2 separate regions of the Sus scrofa genome follow, and region 1 is linked to region 2. The links are chromatin contacts, called in public Hi-C maps. All regions are on one chromosome and are shown on one strand. The core of a region is the stretch at or near the end of the contact, and the rest is flanking DNA. Distances in the headings are between cores, read along the strand shown. Region 1 has its middle 100 kb from the start of JUN. Region 2 has its middle 210 kb from the start of FGGY.

Region 1 (3,449 bases), core at 49-2,548, 160 kb before region 2:
ACTCACACATGGTGCAGAAAAGATAATGTGTATATTGGGGTGGGTTGAAGTGGCTGGAGTGTCCAGCAGTCTAAAGCCAGAACTAGAGCAAATCTCCCGTAAAGCATTTGGCTGGTCCCTGGAAGCATCTTTATCCACCAGAGCCCAATCCTGCACTTAGGCCTTTACTTGTATCTGTGTTTCTTTCACTGTACCCTCTCAAGACTGTTGGTGAGTACTTACTGAATAAATGCTTGAATGGGAGAGCAAGGGCAGGCAGAGATCATCACAAATGCTGAACCCTCCCTTTGTGCCAGTGAAATACTGATGCCAGTGAAATTTTGATGCTTTCTTTTTTCATCCTCTCAACGTCATGATGAAGTAAGCACTCCGATTGCTCCAGGTTTCAGAGAGAAACTGAGGCTTTAAAATGTTGGGTCTTAGGAGTTCTCATCTTGGCTCAGCAGAAACGAATCTGGCTAGTATCCATGAGGATGTGAGTTCCATCCCTGGCCCTGCTCAGGGGGTTAAAGATCCCGCGTTACTGTGAGCTGTGGTGCAGGTTGCAGACTCGGCTCAGGTTTGGTGTTGCTGTGGCTGTGGCATAGGCCAGCGGCTACAGCTCCAATTCGACCCCTATCCTGGGAGCCTCCATATGCCGTGGGTGTGGCCCTAAAAAGACAAAAAAAAAAAAAAAAAAAAAAAGTGGGGTCTTGGCCTGAAGTCACAAAGGTGCTAAGTGGCTTTGAATCCGGCCTATATTTCAGCTTGATTACCCATTTTTTTTTTTTTTTTTTTTTTTTTTTTTTTTTTTTTTTTTTTTTTTTTTTTTGGCCTGCATTGATTCCAGTTGATCAGCCCCCCCCCCCCCCTCCAGCCTTCTGCACCCACCCAGCTATCACCGTCTTCCCAACAACGCCCCTTGGAATTACCCCCACCATTACTTTAATGTGCATGTATGCATGAATAAATCATGGCTCCCAAACTCTGGGAAGTGAACCCACACAAGACCACAGCAGTGTTCCCTCCTGGCCAGGGATGTTTTCCGATCACTTACTGCTCTAACTGTATATGAAATATCCCTCTGTCCATTGTTCCCCTGGCAGAGTCAGAGAGTATCCCCCTGGAGGATCCAAAGACGAAGGCTGATAGTTGAGGGTGTAGATTAGCCCCTAGTCTGAGAGCTACTGGCTGCAAGAATCCCTGGTGAATCCCAGCATAACACCAATGGGAGAAGTCTTGAGACATCAGGCCAAGTAGAAGAGAGGGCAATAGACAGGAACTTGGGACCTGAGAGAGTCGTGAGTCAGCAGCGTATGGTGGCTGCCAAAAGAAAGAATGTAAACTCTGGTTGTATCACTAGGAGGGTAGTGTCAAATAACAAGGTGACATTGCACTTCCTCCTTGGTCAGCCTGGAGCTGGACTGCAAGGTTAAGGTCTGGTTCCACATTTTTAGATTATCATAGTCAAACTGGAACTTGTTCAAAAGCACGCAGAACCAGGACACAAAAGGGAATGGCGTTGTCATCCTGGTAAGCGGAAGGACCTCATTTCTTTTCCGGAGGAAGAGAAGAGGTGAGGAAGTTGGGAGAGTAGGCCTACCAGCCCCCTCTGCTACATGCCACGCTCGGGCTAGATGCTTTTTTCTAGAGGTTTTCTAGTAGATTTCTTCTGCCTGACCCACCGCGGAAAAGGGGACTCAAGCAAAGATATAATAGGAAGCTACATTTGGACTCATGCTCGATGGTCTTTCTACCAGTAAAAAAGAAGGAAGTAATTTTGAAGAGCAAAAGAAACATCCCATCTTTCTTTGTGTGACCTCTTGCGAGTTACCCAGCTTTCAGAGCCCCAGTTTCCCATCTGAAGGATGCCCATGGGGTCCATGAGGATCCAATAGCCTGCGGGCTATGGGAGCAGTGCAGTGGGATGGTCACACACATGGCCCCAGGACTCAGACTGCTGGGACTTGAACCTCAGTGCAGGGTGACCTTTGATTTATTTTGCCTTTTCAGTACTTCAGTTTCCTCCTCTGCAAAATGGGGTTAATATGTATAAGGCACTCAGAACTGTATCTGTCAATAAAGTTAGCCACCATCATCCTCACCCTCACTCTGTATGAAAGTGACTGTCATAGGAGTTCCCGTCGTGGCGCAGTGGTTAACGAATCCGACTAGGAACCATGAGGTTGCGGGTTCGATCCCTGCCCTTGCTCAGTGGGTTAACGATCCGGCGTTGCCGTGAGCTGTGGTGTAGGGTGCAGACTCGGCTCGATCCCGCGTTGCTGTGGCTCTGGCGTAGGCCGGTGGCTACAGCTCCGATTGGACCCCTAGCCTGGGAACCTCCATATGCCGCGGGAGCGGCCCAAGAAATAGCAACAACAACCAAAAAAAAGACAAAAAAAAAAAAAAAAAAGAAAGTGACTGTCATAATATTTAGGATATATGGAATGCTTCCTCTTTCTCTCCTTCCCCTTCCCTCTTCCACCAGAGAACTCTTTCAGGGTGTCTCTGGGGGTACAGAGTCTTTTCATTTCTAGACTTCTGGAGAATGTTTCCAAACAGTGCAACATCTGTTTGTATAGATTCAAAAGCAGCTACCTACCTCGATCTAAATACTGTCTTCGTGAAGAGGCAGAGGAAAAAGAAAGCCAACCCCCGACTATTAGAAGTTTCCCGTTCTTGGAGTTCCCATTGTGGCTCAGTGGTAATGAACCTGATTCATGAGGATGTGGATTCGATCCCTGGCCTCCCTCAGTGAGTTAAGGATCCGGCATGGCCATGAGCTGTGATGTAGGTTGCAGACGTGGCTCGGATCTGTCATTGCTGTGGCTGTGGTGTAGGCTGGCAGCTTCAGCTCCTTTTGATCCCTCGCCTGAGAACTTCCACATGCTGCAAGTGCAATCCTTAAAAAAAAGAAAAAGAAAAAGAAAAGAAGGAAGTTTCCCATTCTTAGGGTATTTTACAGATCTCCTGCCTTCATTACTTCACTCAGTGCATAACTTGGTAGGTAGAAAGAAGTGATGAGGAAAGCAAGGCTCAGAGAGGTTCTCTGACTCACCCAGGACCACAAAAACCTGAGTAGGTGAGGCAGGACTTGAATTCAAGGCTTTCTGATTCTAAATGGCAGCATGTTTATCAAGCATTGCCCAGTCCCTGGCCCCTGGCCCCACACATCCTCCCAGCCTGGGTATTCTGCTTCAGGGTGCGTGAGAAGGTCACCCCGCCAGGCTCCAAACCTTGAAACCAAATCCCTGTAGTGTTGGAGAGGACGGAAGAGGAGGGATGAGTCTAGAACCTCGGATGTCTCTGCCCGGAGCCTGAGTCCTTAAAACTGGAGACCTGACCTGGGCTGCCCTCTGTTTTCAGGTGGCTGAGGTGGCTGAGACCAGTACTAAACAACTAATGCTGGAGTTCCCTGGTGGCATATAGGTTAAGGATCTGGTGTTGTTAATGCTGTGGTGAGGATTTAA
Region 2 (3,598 bases), core at 667-3,166:
GCTGGTCACTTGGTCCCCTTATTCCTCACTGATTAACATGGAGCAGCCCAGCAAGTAATTGTCCTCATGATGGCCAACTGCAGACAGGTAGCCAGATACTGCCAAGAAGTTCATCCCAGCACTGCAAGCTATTAGGTCACACCCCGCCAGGAGATGCAGAGCTGGACCAGGAGGGGCATTCCCGGCAGAGGGACAGCACGTGCTCCAAAAGTTCTGAGATGGGCAATGTCCCAGTGAGCTGGGATAGAGAGCAGGGCCTTCAGACAGCATTTCATCTTGCAGGTGAGAAGGAGGTGTAAAGAAATATCGCCACGTGAACAAGTTAGGAGGAAACATCGACTCATTCATTCATTCAAACAAATCCTCATTGAGGCTAGTCTTCATATATAACTGTTCTAGGTACAAAGACGCAACCATGAACAGAACAAAGACCCTGCCCGCAAGGAGCTTACATTCTAGCCGACAAAGACTGATAGCAAATAAAAAATGTAACCCTATGTCAGAAGCAGGTAAGTGCTGCAGAGAAAAATGAAACAGTTTGCGTGTTTGAGCAACTCTGAGCATTTGGTTCTCTGCCCAGTGGGACCTGGCTTAGAGAGAAAGTGGGTGAGAAACCCAGTTCTTGCTGTGCTCAGTCAGCTCTGCCCAGCGGCTGGCTGTTTCCACACCAAGGAAGCCTTCTAGCTCTTTCTTGGCACCAATCACTGTGGCTGAATGTACAAGGGCAGGGGAGGGGAGGATGAGGTCAGAGAGATAGCAAGGCCAGGTCTTGTAGAATCTTGTAAGCCATGTCAGAACCTGGGGTTTTGCTCTGGGGGTGATGTGTTTGCCAGAACACTAGGAGGGAAGGCACAGAAGAGGGTGCCCTGTGTTTGCTCCCAACCCTTCTTGATTGACCTGTCCCTGTCCCCTCCCTAATACGTCCTCTGCAGGTAGGTAAAGAAATTGGGAACTTTCTAAAGTGACATCTACTAAAGCTCCAACACTCTTGGTCCTTTGGAGAAACCCCTCCATAAATGGGGCATGATGGAGAGAGAGGGGGTAAACCTTCTGTTTCTTTCATACCTAATAACACCCAATTTAACCCATTCTCTCCCTCCAAGGTGATCTTTGTGGGAGGGCTTCAGGGTAAGGGAGGAGATGCCCCAGAACCTGGTCCTGGGCCTGCCCCTGTCTGGCTGTGACCCCTGGGGTAAGTCGATGGGTGGGGGAGGGGAGAGGAGTGGCTGGAGGCAGCTCAGACTTCACTGTCTCTAAAATTCCTGCTCTAGGAGTTCCCATCCTGGCTCAGTGGATATGGATCTGATAAGTATCCATGAGGACACAGATTCAATCCCTGGCCTCGTTCAGTGGGTTAAGAATCTGGTGTTGCCCTGAGCTGTGGTAAAGGTCGCAGACCCAGCTTGGATCCCGCGTTGCTGTGGCTGTGACATAGGAAGGCGGCTACAGCTCTGATTCAACCCCTAGCCTGGGACCCTCCATATGCCCTGAGTGCGGTCCTAAACACACACACACACACACACACACACACACACACACACACACACACACACAAAATAAAAAACTTCCTGCTCTAACAGACCTTGAAGCCCCCTCATTCTTTTCCTTCTCACAGGTTCTCCCTCCACCTTCAGACTGAAATGTGTACACTGCTGAAAACAAGGAGGAGGAGGTTCCAGGGGAGAGGGACTCAAGGCTGGATGAGTGAAGGGCAGGGTCTGGCTGGTCCACCAGTACCAAGGCTGGGCAGCCAGAGCATGGGGTCCCTCTCAGTGACTCAGGGAAAGTACTAGCTCTGTGCAGAGGGGGCTCTGACAGGCTAAACCCAAACCAGATGTGTGCCCGAGAGAGGAGGGCCTATTACAGAGTGTTGTGAAATGGCCCAAGGGAGGTAAATAAGCAAAAACAGGCCAGTTGCCTAGCAGCACATACAACAAAACAAGCCCCAGTTCAACGTGCATTGGCTGCGGCGGGACTGCTCTCTGCAGTGGGGAAGAAAGGTTAGGGAGGGTTGGCTGATGAGGACCCAAGGGGCTTGCTCCCCAGCGGCCGGCCCCATTCTTGACAGACAGCCCCTGCTCTCTGTGGTGGCAGGGCCTGCCGTTGGCCTTGGGGGCTTTGCACCCAGCCAGCCCCACAGGGTAGGGGAGTTGGGATGAGGGAGAGACTGTGCCCACTGCTGAGCGCTGTGCTCTGGTGGGTCCACCAGGATGGGGAGGAGGGGGGTGTGTGTGGCTACAAAGATCTGTTAAAGGTGTGCCATGTGTGCGATACCTGTGCTAATTTACACATAACATTCATCCCTTCAGACACCAGGTGTTTCTTGAGTACCAGCTTTGTCCCAGGCACCCCGGGGATAGGTAGAAAGGAACACAGAGACACACTCTTTGCTCTCCGCCTATGGGAGGAGACAGACGTTGAACAAGGAATCACATAATCTTCCTTGTGGAAGAACAGCATGACACTGTGAAAGGGGCTGGATGTAAACAGAGCATTCAGGGAAGGCCTCTCTTAGGAAGGCAAGTTGAGACTTAAAGGATAAAGAGGTGTTAGCGGGTGAAGAGAGGGAAAAGGGAGTCCCAGGGGGCTGGAACAGCAGTTGAGAGGTCCCTGAGGCAGGAAAGAGCCTCTGCTTGGGAGGCAATGACAGAAGGGAGTTTGGGGTTGCAGAAGAGTTTGGAAAGGGGGGTCAGTGAGTGGAGAAGTAGGCAGGGGCCAGATCACCAAGGCCCTTACATGACAGAAATGGGGGTTTATCCTAGCAACAATGAGAAATTTTTGGTGTTAATTTATTGCTAATATTGGGGGAGTGCCAGGAGCTCTAATGATCAGAGTCATGTTTTAAAAAGATGACTCCTGGGTACAACATGGCAATTTTGCAATGGAACAAGGGAGGGGATGAGAAGGCTGGTTAGGAAGCTCCTGGGATAATCCCAGAGAAAACGACAATGGCTTGGATTGAGTGGGGGATGGGGGAGACCTTCAAGGTATGTTTTCTATTGAGTCTAATGTTACAAGTCAGGTACAATTATCCTATTCACAAAAGGTTGAGTAACTCGCCCAAGTCATGCAGCTCCCTTGGAGGATAAATTCATGAAGGACTAGAACCCAGACCTTCCTGACGCCTCAGCCCTTGCTCTGTTTATAACCCTGCACCACCAAGGCTGGTGTTCTCTAATGATCTGCCAAGGATGCAGTGCTGAAGATGGCTAGCTCTAGGAAAGTGATAGGGATAGAGTCACAACAGCAAGGGAGGGCACTGTGTGTGGTGGGTTTGGGAGAGAAGAGGAGGAGGAGGAGAGGGCAGCAGGCAGACCTGCTTGCACAGCTTCCCAGTGCTCTGCCTGCTGCTGTCTGGCAGCTTTGTAAGGCATCTCTGGCTACTGTCATAATTAGCCCTTCCAAGGCCAGGGCTTGCTTATCCCCAGCAATAATGGAGACACACTCCCCTTGCACGGGGGAGGGCTGAGGCAGCTTCCACAGTCAGCAACAAGCTGGTCTGAGAGTCAGTAACCTGGAGACACCAGGCAGTGGTTACTGCATGGTCCAGCCTTGGACCCCAGCTCTACCTATGATCTTGGGTTAGTTTATGGACTTC

Evidence for each region. A called contact is a pair of places that touch in the nucleus more often than the background predicts.
Region 1: a Hi-C map of alveolar macrophages shows a contact between it and region 2, with 1.7 times the contacts expected there. The contact joins two enhancer-like sites. A contact is called at or near these places in 2 of 47 Hi-C or Micro-C datasets (alveolar macrophages and liver) and 1 of 2 datasets of contacts at active chromatin or transcription factors (skeletal muscle).

The regions. Positions count from the first base shown.
Region 1 is chr6:153,580,815-153,584,263 of Sscrofa11.1, reverse strand. No RefSeq gene overlaps it. Among named protein-coding and RNA genes, the nearest start is that of JUN, 100 kb to the left of the region's middle. Within about 2 kb of position 1,298, at least 16 of the 83 cell types and tissues checked have an H3K27ac peak or open chromatin away from gene starts, as enhancers often do. A contact at or near this core is called in alveolar macrophages, where this site is marked.
Region 2 is chr6:153,425,304-153,428,901 of Sscrofa11.1, reverse strand. No RefSeq gene overlaps it. Among named protein-coding and RNA genes, the nearest start is that of FGGY, 210 kb to the right of the region's middle. Within about 2 kb of position 1,916, at least 28 of the 83 cell types and tissues checked have an H3K27ac peak or open chromatin away from gene starts, as enhancers often do. A contact at or near this core is called in alveolar macrophages, where this site is marked.